3 separate regions of the Mus musculus genome follow, and all the other regions are linked to region 1. Evidence: chromatin contacts called from public HiChIP or PLAC-seq data. All regions are on one chromosome and are shown on one strand. The core of a region is the stretch at or near the end of the contact, and the rest is flanking DNA. Distances in the headings are between cores, read along the strand shown.

What was found. HiChIP or PLAC-seq counts read pairs in DNA pulled down with a chosen protein or histone mark.
Region 2: an H3K4me3 HiChIP or PLAC-seq map of the SCID.adh cell line shows a contact between it and region 1, with 9 read pairs. The contact joins two enhancer-like sites. A contact is called at or near these places in 1 of 39 promoter capture datasets (the 3T3-L1 cell line), 2 of 15 datasets of contacts at CTCF or cohesin (large pre-B cells and pro-B cells), 15 of 484 Hi-C or Micro-C datasets (the BV-2 cell line, bone marrow, bone marrow-derived macrophages and 11 more), 9 of 115 datasets of contacts at active chromatin or transcription factors (the SCID.adh cell line, embryonic basal ganglia, embryonic forebrain and 5 more) and 2 of 9 other capture datasets (embryonic stem cells and liver).
Region 3: a contact with region 1 is called in a FOXA1 HiChIP or PLAC-seq map of pancreatic cancer cells. The contact joins two enhancer-like sites. A contact is called at or near these places in 1 of 15 datasets of contacts at CTCF or cohesin (the NIH/3T3 cell line), 1 of 484 Hi-C or Micro-C datasets (bone marrow-derived macrophages), 10 of 115 datasets of contacts at active chromatin or transcription factors (astrocytes, embryonic basal ganglia, embryonic forebrain and 5 more) and 1 of 9 other capture datasets (embryonic stem cells).

What each region holds. Positions count from the first base shown.
Region 1 is chr2:35,831,203-35,836,067 of GRCm38.p6, reverse strand. All of the region lies in intron 6 of Ttll11 (tubulin tyrosine ligase-like family, member 11), which reads left to right. Among named protein-coding and RNA genes, the nearest start is that of Gm10829, 7.8 kb to the left of the region's middle. Within about 2 kb of position 3,162, at least 93 of the 459 cell types and tissues checked have an H3K27ac peak or open chromatin away from gene starts, as enhancers often do. A contact at or near this core is called in the SCID.adh cell line and pancreatic cancer cells, where this site is marked.
Region 2 is chr2:35,648,152-35,652,831 of GRCm38.p6, reverse strand. All of the region lies in intron 2 of Dab2ip (disabled 2 interacting protein), which reads right to left. Among named protein-coding and RNA genes, the nearest start is that of Dab2ip, 29 kb to the right of the region's middle. Within about 2 kb of position 2,936, at least 9 of the 459 cell types and tissues checked have an H3K27ac peak or open chromatin away from gene starts, as enhancers often do. A contact at or near this core is called in the SCID.adh cell line, where this site is marked.
Region 3 is chr2:35,588,464-35,592,949 of GRCm38.p6, reverse strand. It overlaps a transcript of Dab2ip not described here. Among named protein-coding and RNA genes, the nearest start is that of Dab2ip, 31 kb to the left of the region's middle. Within about 2 kb of position 2,904, at least 60 of the 459 cell types and tissues checked have an H3K27ac peak or open chromatin away from gene starts, as enhancers often do. A contact at or near this core is called in pancreatic cancer cells, where this site is marked.

The DNA of each region.
Region 1 (4,865 bases), core at 1,913-4,412:
ACAGTCCCAACCATAAATTAGTATTGCCAATAACACTGGACCCACAGCAACCTGTTCCTGAGCAAGTCTGAGCTGGAGCCAGCCTCTCATGGAACCTGGATGAGTTTGATTTCTGCCAGGCAAAGGAAAGGGATCAGAGTGAACTATCGGTCATGTCTACAGCTGCTCCCTAGCTCCCTAGCCTTAATGTGAAGTCCTCCCCAGTCTCCAAGTAAGAGATGATGCTGGGGTAGTGGGTGGAGCGGAGTGCATTTGTTTGAATAAAGTAATATGAATCTTAACTGAAAATCTGGTTCTATAAGAATTTTTACAACCACCAGAATGTCACAAGCTGCAAAACAAACCCTAATGTGTTAGCCATCCTGAGAGCTCTAATAAGCTCAGGGTCCCTTTGGAGAGGGGGTACCATACTTCTTTGCTCTTTCCCCAACTCTTCTAAGGCTTAGCTTAGAGAACACCTGCTCTGAACACCTGGTCAGAATCCCAGAACCAATATGAATTTTGCTTGTTGGTTATGCTGTGCATAGTTACCCACTGCTTACCAAAGCTGCCTTCATTTACTGCTTTATTTGAAAATATTGTAAAAGTAGTAGGCTTCTCCATCATCAATAATGCGAATGATTTATCCACTAAAGTTGTTTTTTTTTTTTTTTTTTTTTTGAGATGGGTCTCATGTTCCAGGCTGTTCTCTAACTTGTTCCTGTCCTAGAGCTCCAAAGCCCCTGGCACTGGGATTGTAAGTGTGTGGGCTACCTGGTGGATGTTGTGCCAGGGCTCAGCCTCTGGGCTACCTCAGCCAGGCAGGAACTCCATCACCTGAGCGTCACTGTATAAGTCAACCAAGACCCCACTTCCCCATGAAAGTCCACTGTTCTCTACTTGCTTGCTGCTTCCCAAGCCCTTTATTTCAGTCCTTAAACCTTCAGAGACACGCAGGAGCCCACTCTTTACTGAATGATATGTCTGTCATTCTCAGACTTGAGCTTGATGTTCTCCAGGACAGTCAGGGCATGCCTCCACCTGAGCAGATCCAGAGCTGTCCTTTGCTGCTTGCCATTGGAATCTGAGGACCTCTCATTCTCTTCATAACCAACCCCCTGATTATGGGAACTGACGTTCCACTGTCTCACATTTTGTTCACTCTGCCAGGAAGACCCTGCTGCCTATCCATCTGCAGGCTGGATCCTTAGAAAAAAAATTGTTAGGTCAAAGAATAGGTGATTTTAAATTTTGATTGCTACTGCCAAAATTTATGAGGGTGTTTGGGGCCAGCTGCTGCTTGTAGAAGATAAGTAAATATGCACACATACATACTCATGCGTGCATGCACACACACACACACACACACACACACACACACAGGAGCTAACATGAAGAAAGTTGCCAACATTTTATGTCTCCATGTAGTGATAATTCCTAAATACCAATTATCACCAATTAAATGTGAAATTGGGACTTCCATGTGTCAAAATGTCTGCAATTTCACATGATTGAACTTAATGTTGTCAGCATGGTTTCATAAAGGCATGATCTCCATATGTTCACACCAGCGAGCGTGCGCGAGCACGCACGCGCACACACACACACACACACCTTTTGTGTTTTTCACTTCACTGTGGTGTGTGAACATTTAGTCTCATGTGTGGTGCAGCCCATCCTATGCCTCTGCCAGCAGCCATCTGCTCTGTGACTGAGAGGAAGGATCGTTTACAGGGAGATTGACGTGTTAGAGAGGGAATAAGTCACACATTCTGTCCCAGGTCCCTTGTATGATGGAGCCACTGTGGGGATGGTGTGTTAGTCATGAGCTTGTCACTGTAATAGAATAGTTGAAGAGACAAGAAGAATTTAGTTGGCTCATGGTCTCAGAAGTCTCAATCAGTGGTTGGCTAGCTACATTGCTTTTCTACCTGTGACGAGACAGAAAAGTTATGGGAGAAGGGTGTGGTGAGAGAGAAAGCTACTCACATCATTGTGGCCATGAAGCAAAGAGACAGCCATTGCAATGTGAAATGTAACTATAGACAATGCTTAAATATACGTGGCTGTGTTCCAATGAAGCCTTATTTACAAGAGCACATGACAAAGTGGTTTGATCCATTATTATGGGAGTAAAAACAAGAACAGACTGAATTTGGATCAATACTAGCTTTGGTGCTTAGAAGCTGTGTTTCTGAGGCAAGCTACTTCAGCCTTTGGAGGCTTTGTTTCCCAAAATGTAAAGCAGGAGAATGATTGCTCCCTCCAGACCTGGGAGAGCCAGCTGAGAGTGCATGCAAGTGGGAGCGTCTGGGACTGCAGACACGCACAGATGTGGGAGGGGTTTGGGAGTAGCTAGCTTTAATGGTAGATCTATACCCGGCAGCCCAACTTCCTTTCCATAGCTCCATCCAGGGAATAACATGAAAGAGCGGGAGGCAGGATACTGAAGGAGTGACAGACGAGATGCTCAGAACGTTGATTTGGTTTCAGCACAAGCACTGGGCAGACATGATGATGTCCCTGGTCCTCCTTGCACAGCCTTCGGGTGTCTATTCAGCAACGCCCTGGTCTCATTGCATCCATCTCTAGCAGCTCACGGCTTCCAGAAACACAGTCCTAGACAGATGTTCAGTCTGTCTGGGGATTAGAGATACCCTCTTCCATTAAGCATAAATTAACTTAATCACCAGGTATGAAAGATAAGCAACACAAACAAACAGCACTCCCTGAAGCTTTCATTAAAATTAAAATTGTACTTAAAATTTAGCTCATATTTTCTAGGACTCAAACCCCTTCAAAGAGATAGTGTCTGCTCTATGTTTTCTCTGATAAGTGGCAGAGATGAGGGTGCAGGAGACAGTGGTAGACTGTGTGGTTTGGCTTCACCTCCTGGTCCTCTCACCAATGCAGGATCTGGACAGTTTATAGAAGTCATTCATTCAGCCGGGTCTGGTCCCTAAGCACTTCCATCACTTGTCAGACTGGTCCAAGAAAACAGAACTCAGAGGCAAGATTCCCAGATTCTTACTGCTGGGCCCCACACTGTGGAAAGCACAAGAAAAACAAGAGAGAAGGAACGCCACCCGCCACAAATCATCACGAGCCCTGGAAGGCAAGCTTCCCCTGCTCCTGCTTGCTTGTCTGGGCTGAGCCGGATGAGTGCAGAATGGGCGACCGGCGGGTCACAGTTCAATGTAGTCTTTATCAAACATTACACACACGGAAGGAATTCAGCCAAGTCTACAGAGCACGGTAGGAAGACCATGGGAGGCAGAGACAGCTAGCCTCGAATCCTGGCTCTTTATTTTGTTTTCTGCCTGTAATCTTGGGCATATCTTACTAATTTCTCTGAGCCTCAAATCCCTAGTTTACCAAATAAAGAAAATAACTTCTTGCCCATAACATCATCGTGGTAATCAGAGGAGGTCACAGAAAGGCCTGAAACTTATCCCACCTAAAGCATACACGTAATTAAGAAAGTCACTGGATATCCACCACTTTGTGGACCCAGAAGAGATCTAGATCTCAGTGACAGCAAGGCTTTTCTTGGCCTGTGGGTCAGAGAGAGGAGTTCTGAGCAGCCTTCTGCTCAGAAAGGCAGCGAGAACACGAGAACACCGTGGTGACTGGGAACTGGAGGATTGTAAGCAGCATGATATTGTCACCTGGTGAGGGGGACAGGAAGAAAACCTGGAGGGTTGAACATCTCTTGGTATGTGCAAACATCCCTGGAGGACATGACCTGAAGTGTTCTGAACGATTCTTCAGTGAGTCTCAGAGTCCAGTACCATATTTCCCTAGACCAGACAATGTCCCTTACAGAAGGAACTTGCTTGCTTTGGCTGAACTGTAGAGCTGAGGGGAACCTAGGGGTAGAGTTGAGGACACAGGGTCCTACTGTCATACACAAATTAGGACCTATCTTTTGGTTTAAAAACCTGCTCCCCTCCTCATTACAAAACACAGCCCCATGCGACCATTTCAGGATCTCAACCAAGTCTGGCACACGTTCTTCAGAAATACCAAGACGCGCTAGCCAGAGTTTTATTTTGTGGTTTGCCTCTTTCCTATTGTAAAGTTGCCTCGTTAATCAAAACAGTCATTATATCCGAGACAATCAAAGATGTCTAGGCTCTTTCCTATGTAACCCAAAACATGCTCATTTATAAGAGAAATAGTTAGAATACTTATAAGGCAAGTATTATTTTAGAAAAAGGGGGTGGACAGAAAAGATGTTTTCCGCAAACATTTCTGTCTTGACAGCTCAGTGTCACTCTCTCCGGGAGCCCTCAGCCCTTTGTGGTGAGGACAAATGTGTGTTAAAGAAAGTGGCTGGGGTTGGTCTCTTATCTGCAGTCACAGTGATGGTAGCACCACTTTCTAAACTGCCACACTCATCTGACAGGAAGCTGTGAAGGCTCTGGAAGGTTCTAAAGCCAACATACAGGGTGGCAGAATGTTACATAGAGAAGTGTTTGGAAGCTCGCCGTAGATAAGCCCCAGTGAGAGCTAAATACCAGATGTTCTCAACAAGGGAAAACCATGATGCAAGAGACTTACCAAATTGCATTTGCAGAAACCAAATAGCGAAGTGTTGTTCCACCCCACCCCACCCCTGACTGCCACCCCTGCCCCAGGACACCTGCTATGAGTGAGGTTCAGCATCTGCAAAGCACAGAGACCATGTGGTACTGATTTTGTATCTGAAATTTCTATTGTGTAGGCAATGTAGCCAGCCCCCTCTGAGGCTTTGCATGCACATGGAAAGAATCCTGTCTGTATTGCTTACCACTCAGAGTCTCTCTTAGGAAATCTCACTGACTGTTGGGCCAGCAGCAAAGGGCTCTGGGATGTTGCTAGCAGTCATTGCTAGCAACCAGGAC
Region 2 (4,680 bases), core at 1,687-4,186, 180 kb after region 1:
CGCAATTCAGGAAGCTTCCACCAGGTCTTTTGCTAAAGCTTTTCACGACTCCTTTGATCCTCATAACCCACTATGCAGATGGGGCATTAGAGGCTCAGAAAGGGAAAATTTTGCATAGGGTCACACAGCCAAGAAGAAGCAGTGTTGAGTTCAGCCTGTGTACACACTCCACAACGCAACCATGAGGCCCTGAACCTTAGCCATTCTGTGACTTGGTTTCCTCATTCCTGCAATGAAAGCTGTTCTAGAAGCTAGCAAACCTCTAAACCCTCTATTTCTTGGGCACACTCCCCCACCATACCAGTGGAAATTCATTTGCTGTGATAACAAATGAAAGAGACCTTTTGAGAGCAGTGGCTAACCCAAAGATGGTCAGATAATCCTAGCCTCCCAGACACGCAACAGTCTGGGCTAGCCCTGGAGCAAGGCCGGGAGAAGTGCTAACCAATGGGGAACATCCCAGGGGATCTCTGACTTGAGCGGCAAGAAAGCCAAACTGCAAGGGCAGCAGCACCCGGAGTCCCAGGGGCAGCAGGCAGCGTGGCTACATGCCTTTCCACTAGGAAAACAGACGCACTTGGAGATGGCACCACGGGCAATTGTCCTCCCACAATCTGGCAGTTGCAGGTTGCCCTGGGAGTCGTGGCCTCAGAAGGATCAGAGGCAGAAACAAAGTCTGGGCAAGAGCTGATGTTCTTCTGGGGCTCCTAGGAGCTGGTGGGCCAGCTAGACCTTCATCTCAGAGTTGGTAGTCACAGTGGCCACAGACGTAGATTTGAAGAGGTAGCTGCTCCCCACTTCATCCCCATCTAATTAATTTGCTCCCTGTTGCCCCCCTCAACTCCCCTTCACTCCACCAGCCCCTAGCAGGTGCCCGCAGCAGGAGCTGAGGATTCCAAGGAATCAGATGCCAGTCCTGCCCTTGAGAAGGTCATGATCAGCTGGTGGAAGGGAGGCACGTAGTGAATCGTTAGTGACAGAGCGGAAGAGAGGAAGGACATGAGGACACATCCTGGAGCTGGGAAGAGAATGTCTGCCCAGGAAGACCAAAGCAAGGGATGGAAAGGTGGCAAAAAGATCAACCAGTCCGAAGTCAGAGGCTGAGGCAGTCCTTCCAGGCCCTGGATGCCCGGATGCCAGGCTGGAGAGAGAAATGGAGCCACCTGCTCCCACTAGAGGCCATCTGAGGCACTAGGGCGGGGGAGGGGTGTGGCTTCTCTAAGATGTTCTCTAAGCAATCCACAGGCAGTTATTCATCGAGACGTTAGACTTGTGTACGAAACAGATGTCAGTATCTGCCACCTCCACAGAAGGCCTCCTGGCTTCAGAAACAATCCCTGCCCAAGAACTCACATGTAATTACATCTGTAATCCAACCCCAGTGCCATGTGATCACTTTGTATTCACAGCAGGAAAATGTGAGGGAATGAGGGGTGGAGGGTGATGTGGTTCAGTGGTACAGTGCTTGCCCAGCCTACACACAGTCTTAAGCTTGATTCCCAGCACGGTATAAGCCAGGCATGATGGTGTATGCCTGTCCTCTTAGCACTTAAGAGGGGAGGCAGAAGACCAGGAGCCCAAGGTCTGGTCAGTGAACCTAGACACCAGTGAACTCTAGGCTAATAGTGAGAGAGCCTGTGTCTCAGGGAGAGGAAGTGAGGGGAGAGAGGGAGAGAGAGGGAGAGAAGCTGAGAAGGGACCTCAAAGTCAACACACATGTGCACACAAACAAACACTAATGGATACACACATGTGCACACACACAAACAAACACTAATGGATACACACATGTGCACACACACAAACACTAATGGATACACACATGTGCACACAGACAAATACTAACATATACACACTTGTGCACACACACAAACACTAATGGATACACACATGTGCACACACACACAAACACATACACACAGAGAGCAAGAAAGTGGAAACAGGAAGGCGGCATCTGAACCTTACCTCTGTCCAGGCTCCTGATCCAGGAAGGGGATAGGGCCTGCAGGACCACAGGTTGGGTACAAAGAAATAACCTCTCAGGCACTGTGTTGAGCAAGGGAAAGCGGGAGAGGGGAGCATGGATTCCGATGTCAGCTCTGGCCCTTACTGTGTGACCCAGCACAGTGTGCCCCCTCTCTGAGTCTATCATTCCTCATCCATAAGGAGGGGACTAAAAAATGATACTGGCTAGCACAGACTGGCCACAGGCAAGCCATTAAGGTCCATGACTCCTTCCACATCCAAGTGCTGGAGGAAGGAGCTTCAGCGGGCCCTTCCACTCTGCTCAATGTAGTCATCTTAGAAAGCAAAGTGTGTGTGGCCTGGAACTGTAAGGAGGAAATGAACACCACTGCAGTCTGCCTCATGGACCTGCCAAGAACAGGTTTATGATCCTCTACCATGTCACCACAGTCAGTATAGTCAGCCATGCTGAGCTTGGAACCCCGTGCAGAGAACCTGACCCACCATCTGCCTCACCTGGAATGCCCCCCTATTCCCTCCCAAAGTGGTGGAGAAGCTAACAAGGGGCCCAAGGAACCTCTAGGCAATTCAGTATGGCAGGGTCTAACCATTTAGTAGGCCCAGCCTGGTGACTTCAGGGCCCTAACCCTACTTGTCAGCTCACACACTAGCCTTTCACCCTGAGCCTCTCCTGATACAAGCCTGCTGTGGCCCCAAACCTTGGTCCTCCAATGACCCCAAGGGCCACAGTAGAGATCCAGCTCTCTGAAGAAATCGGGCCAAGCCAGCTCAGCCAGCCCCAACTGTCATTGGTCAACCGGATGTTCCCTGACCAGTGTTACTGTCACCACAGATCATCCTGCAGCCTCCATAACTCAATGGCTCCCTGTGGTCAGGGGTACAAACTAAGACCTCAGCTCTCACTAAGAGCCACCCAGATGTCCACTCGCTGCCCTCTGCTGCCTCCCGCTGGTGAGAAAACAGCCTGCAGACAGGCCAGCTCTACCCATGCTACTGTCCCCTTAGAACACTAGCTCTGGTTTCCTAAGCCTCTCACTCTCTCATCTCTCTCCAACTCCTAGTCCCAGCTGCACCTCAGAGCTCTATCAGGGATGCTGTTGCTTTGGGGCAGTAAGGGACAGTGTGAAGGGGGAGAAATAGGCCCCGCTACCTGGGGTTCTGGGCAAAGTATGGGAAGGGTGGACCCTGAAACACAAGCAGCAGGGTTAGACACCGGCTAACCGCCTACCTGCAGGCTTTGAAGCCCTCACAGCTGCCCTGTTTGGAGATGAAGAAAGAGGTCTGGAGACAGGTGACTTACCCACAGAGGGGAGCAGTGGCCCTCCCAGGTGCTCTGTGGGGAGACGTCAGCACTGTCTCCCTGGAGCACAGGTCGAGAGGAAAAGCCTCACACCATTCCACCTCCCCTTCACTGAACCCAGAATGCCACCCTGAATGAGAACGCCTGTAAGGAGCCTGTGACACAGCCCAAGAAGCAGTCTTCACACCCTCACGGTCATAAGGGAGGCCCCGGCAGAGACCAAGGGACACTCTGGAAGGTTCTAGAGCTGCAAAGAAGGTGTGCAGAGCTGTGTTTGTTCCCTTTCTTTCCTCTCCATGTCCCTATCCAAGCTGCCCAGGCTGGGCTAGTGCTTCCTGTAACTGACCAAGCAGGCTCCCACAAGGGCATGTAAGCTCAGGGGATCAAGGCTTAGGTGAGAAGAGCAGTTGGCTTGATCCTTTAACCCATCCTGAATGGCACCCTGACTCCCCGAATAAGCACAAATCCTGTTCATTCAGCCAGGAGATTGTTGCTGCCCCCTAGACCTGCACATCCTGAACAACTCCTGCATCTGGTGGTCTGACCAAAACCTACCTAAAACAGTCCCTCTCTAGAAAAGGGCCTCCTTCTGCAGAAGGCACACATGGCCAGATTGGTAGATCCTTCGGCCACCTCATCCACCTTCTACTCGCCTGTTCACACATAGGGAGACTACGGTAGGGAGAGGACAGAACAGCTGAAAACCTCAAGTGGGTACAAAGTACAAAGGCTTCTGTGCTCCCACTAACGCCCCTCACATTTCTTCTCCCTCAGCTTTTCCTTCCTGCTTCCAGCACGTCACTCGGGACCATTGGTCTGTTCCTGTTTGGGTCTATCTTCCTCTAACTATTGTCTCTTTTGTTGAGAAACTCCTGCATGTCCCTTAAAACCCAGTCATAAAGGTCCCCACTGTAAGAATTCTCTCATCTTCTTTTAGCCAGAGAGCCTTCATTCTGGGTTCCCACAGCACCCCAGGCACCGTCCCTGAATCAGAAACACAGTTTGTGCACAGCCCAACACTAGTGAAAGTGAACCAAGAAGACCTGCTTCTAGAAGCATCCACGCTCAACACAATGCCACGTTTATCTGCAGCTTCTGCAGTTCCCCCACCCCCAGCCTTCCTCTCTGACACTTCTCCATCTCACAAAATATAGCCCTGAGACCTAATTTCAGCCGAACCTTCAAAGTCTCCACTTTCAACTTCCCAAGGAGGGATCAACTGGCTTCCATGTTTCATTTCCCAGACCCTCTGCCACCTCCCACCCCAACCCTGCTAGACTGCTCAAGGTCAATGCCTAGGTGGACAGAGGAAGGAGGAAGGACTGAGCCCACACCTAGAGATGGAAAAGGCCAATGGGCCATCCAGGGTACCACAGCTATCAGCATTTCCTTGT
Region 3 (4,486 bases), core at 1,655-4,154, 240 kb after region 1:
GGACTCTTTTCCACATGCCAGGCATTGTGGGAAACAGCTCTCAAGCTCTCTCCTGTCCTCTGCTCTCTATCCAAGCGACGTGGTACTTCAGTTCACAAGTGCTAAGTGGCAGAGCAGAGACTCAGGATTCCAGTACAATTTCAGACTAATGCACTTAACCCCTGCATCCCTCTACCACCACCCCCAGTCATGATGCAGAGAGGGAGCTAGAGCCACCAACACCATCAGGATGGACAGGAGTCACCGATCCCCTGCCATTTGAAGCCTGCTTGATTTTTAATTTATATCCCCACTGAGCAGCACTTTCCAAATATCTGCATAGGTCACTCGTTTTAAGTATTTATAAGGCGCCTTCTCTATGATCCATCCATGAGTGAGCATGAAAGCCCAAATGGGAAGCTGGCACTGAAAGAGACGCGTGGCTGAACCCATCAATGCTCTCAGCTAGACTGATGCTTTCCCAGTGCACGGCTGCTGTGATTCACAGGGCCTGGGAGCTGTGCTGTTGTAGATGGACACGGACCTGGGGAGGCAGGGCGGGGGGGTGTCACCCTATCATCCCAAATATGACACCGACAGTCACTTCCATTAGAAGGAAGAAGTCACCAGACCCTTTCCTGTCCCTGTACTGGAAAGGAAGCAAAATTATGTGCCTTAATTCAATTAGGTAATTAAGTAGACAATGCGAAGAGAAATTCCAGCAAGGATATAAATACTCTAAATCACAGCCGTGGGTGAAGCAGATGTCAACAACAAACAGGAACTCTGGGAGAGAGGAGGACGGACAGAGGCGGGGGCTGAGGTGTGTCCCCTCCAGGGTGGTTTATAATTACCCAGGCCAGCCCTGATAAGCACTTTGCAAGCCTTACCTCACCTAAACCTCAAAACAACTTAGTGATGAAAGTGAGGCCATTTGAGGGAAACTGAGGCAGAGGTGTCAAATGGACCTGCCTGCGGGCACACAGGAGCACACAGGAGCCTGCAGGATCCTTCCTGTCCCTCCGCTCCGGTCCTCAGAGCGTGACTAAGATAAAGTGGGCTCTCTGGCTGTCTGGAGTCAAGCAGAAAAATGTGGCAGGATTTAAGGCCTCCTGGGCTCCTCAAGGTGTCCCTGGTCAGGCCAGGCCTGGGGGTCTCCTTATCCCAGCACTCACAGCTGAGGGGTGGCTGAGTCCAGGCAAACTGGGAAATACGATTTTGGACAAGCCTACGTGCTGCAGTTTTAGCACAGGTCTTGGCATGGCTTAAGGCCGTCATCCTCTGGGAAGCCCCCCGACCTCCCTGCCCCACTGTCTACACCAACCACAAGGCCCTCTACAGGCAGAGCATGCTCTCTCTATAAAGGGGAAAAGAGAAAGAGGAGAGCCAAACCTCCGCCCACCTCTTCCTCACAGCTGGTGGTCTTCAACCCACACATACATGGTGCCTTCCCTCACAGCCGACAGGGGCAAAGGTGGACACAGGCTCCCGAACTTCAAGCTCCTTAAAGAACCTTTGTTAACCCCCTTCTCTCCGCACCAAATTCATTCCCTTGAAAACCCACATTCACAGATCATTTAGTTGGGCTAACTTAACCCTACCCCAACCAACCCATGTATAACCTAAAAGAAAATGAATATTATATTTAAAAAAATAAAATCTTTCAAACTCAGAGGGTCCTGCCCAGAACTTTGCTGGGGGTTGGCGTAGGGGGGCAAAAAGTATGGGAAAGAGGCGTTGGCTAGAGTATCCTATAACTGCTAAGACATCTTCTTTAAAATAAAAACGTCCCTGGGGAAGAGCAAGCAGGGACAGAGGCCCTGATGTCCATCACAGTCACATGCTTATACTGTGCACAGTACACTGTGTTCTCTCCATGTCTACTTCGAACCTAACAATCGCCCCACAAATAGGCCAGGCTGTCCCTAGTTTCTAGATGGCTACTGAGGAGGGAAGTGAGGGGTGAGGTCAGCACAAGCTGCAAATCCAGGAACAAACCCTGACCACCCTCCATTCCCAGTCCCTGGTGGCACCTTTGAGTACTCCCCAGACTCCTTTGTGGGGACAAAAAGCACCCAAGGACTGTCACAGAGCTCATTCCAAACTCAAATTAACACCTTAGTCCATGGAAAACGCAGTACCTTCCTGAGTGCTGGGTACAGAGACAGGTAAGGGATTGACACCAACTGTCCCCAGAGCCAGCAAGCTACCGACAGACAAGAGAGGGGCTTGGGGCTGACCCACTCATTCTCCTCTGTTCCCACCCTGGCTGCTCAAGGACAGTGTCAAGAGGCCGGAAGCAGAGAAAGCGACTACTGAGAGAAGGGACTCCCTGCTCACCCTGCCCTGCTTGCTACCTCTATTTCTCCTTTCACAGTCCCTCGTGAGGCCATCACACAGCTATTGGATGGACAGGACACAGCCTTATGCTGTAAGCTGTGGCGTCACAAAGACCTGTATTCAAATCCTGCCCTGGCACTTCTCCACCTGGCGACCTTGAGCAAGTCCCAAAGATCTCTCAGTCTGTTTGAGACCCAATGAGCTGATACTTAGGAAACCTAGTGTCCGGCCCGTAGGAAGTGCTCAGAAAGTGTGAGCAGCTGGTAGTTATTTGTATTATAGCTCAGAGAGGTCGGGTGCCTTGCCTGGGCTCAGACAGCCAGCACGAGGCACAGCAAGTGTTGACATTGGGTTCCAGGTCTGATCTAATCCGTTTCTTGACACAGAGCCCCTGCCCCTCTACAGGGAAGCTATGAGAAAGCATAGCCCAAATATTTATTATGCTTCAGTGGGTTCCCTAGGCCTACAGCTCATAGGCTGAGTACAAAGTCCCAACCAACAGGTTTGTTGTTCTACACACACACACACACACACACACCCCAGTAAGAGGCTCACAGTGGAAGTTCCCAAACCTTGGCATCATCCCCAGTCCAGAGGTGAGCGGTGAGCTCACGCCTGTGACTAAGCCACACTGACGCCAGGAGCCCTCTCTGGGAACCCAGAGACTTGGCTTCTAGCCCCAGAAGGAGTCACGATGCAAAACCAGGGTGCTTCCAGAGGTGGGGATCCCCAGCTCCTGTTGCTGAGATTAGGATGGTCCTGCCAAGCAGGGAGGCCTTGCAGCCAAGGGCCAACAGGGGCCTGGAGGGCAGGAGTTGAATTCCAGTTCAGACATGAACTTAGTGAAGTTTCAGGCTAGCCTGGCCTCTGATCACAGTGGTAAGGATAAGTGGGTACCAACTGCTTCTGGTGGCCCATCCGCTCAGATCCTGCTCATCTGTGACCACGGCTGAGCTGGAAGACGCTGAGCTCATGCAGGTACTGAGAAGTAGAAACTAGTGTTGAAGGAGGGGATTGGGCAGGCAGCCTGGAGAAGGCGGCGGGGAAAGGGGAAGTTAAACAAGCTAGGATTCGAGGCTGGAAGCCTGTCACACGGGAGTCCGGCAGAGGTCCCCCAGAGTCAGGCCAGGAGAGAACGCCTCTGGATACAGCCTCATCCCTGATGGCTTCCCTTCTCTCACCTCTGAGAGTGGAGATGGACAACCTAGACCACCTACTTTAAAAACTAGAAAGAGCCGAGAAACTCTTTCTGTGCCGGCTTTCCCCAAAGCTGGCTCTTCCTAGACTTCACAGGCAGCGGAAAACGAGGTCTCCTGATGTAAGGAGATGTGGGATGTGAGCAGACTTTCATACAGTCAACCTTAGAAGAGTGCCTATACCAAAGACAGAAGAAGCACTGTGTTCCTTACAGATCAGGGCACCGCCATGCTCTGTGACCCTCAAAGGCTCCCCGTCGTCCATGAAATCATATTCACAATCCCTCTGGGTTTGCTTTGTTTTAAAAACAGGGTCTCCTCTCACTCAGGCTGGCCTGGGACTCATATGGTGCCTTTCCTCAGCCTCCTGAGTTTTGAGGTCGCAGGTGTGAACTTGCAACCCCTAACCCCCAATCCTTATTACATCACTGAAGGTCCCCAATTTGGGGTCCTCATGACACTTCTCTGCCTCAGACGCGTCACCACCTCCCGGTTCCCTGACCTAGCAGGACACAGCTTTCTGCTGTTCTCTGGCCTGCAGCCTTTTCCCCTGGAGCCTAGACTCATCACTGGCCCTCCTGCCACCTTTAGCACTTGGCTGAAAAGTCTGCCTGACCCCCATCCCCTCCTCAGTCTGTGACTTGCCCTGGGTTCCTTAGAACGCAGATAAATGAGGCTGGGGACCTGCGTGGATTCTGGATGCAGTGTCTGGGTGCAGCCAGACACTGGGTGCACCTTCCCTCTGTGTACTCAGGAGAGCAGGCAGCCCAGCCCCCACCCACTTCAGCAGCAGCCGCAGAGCCACTCAAGGGAGATAATGGAGCCAGAGGGCTCTGCAGGGCTTCAAGTGTGACTCGAACCCAAGGGATTACAAGGACTATTTTTAACTCCCCACATCCTGACCGAAAAACAAATCCCTCACACACCCCGCCAATTCCTATCAGGGGGTGACAGGGCCTTTTAAGAATGTT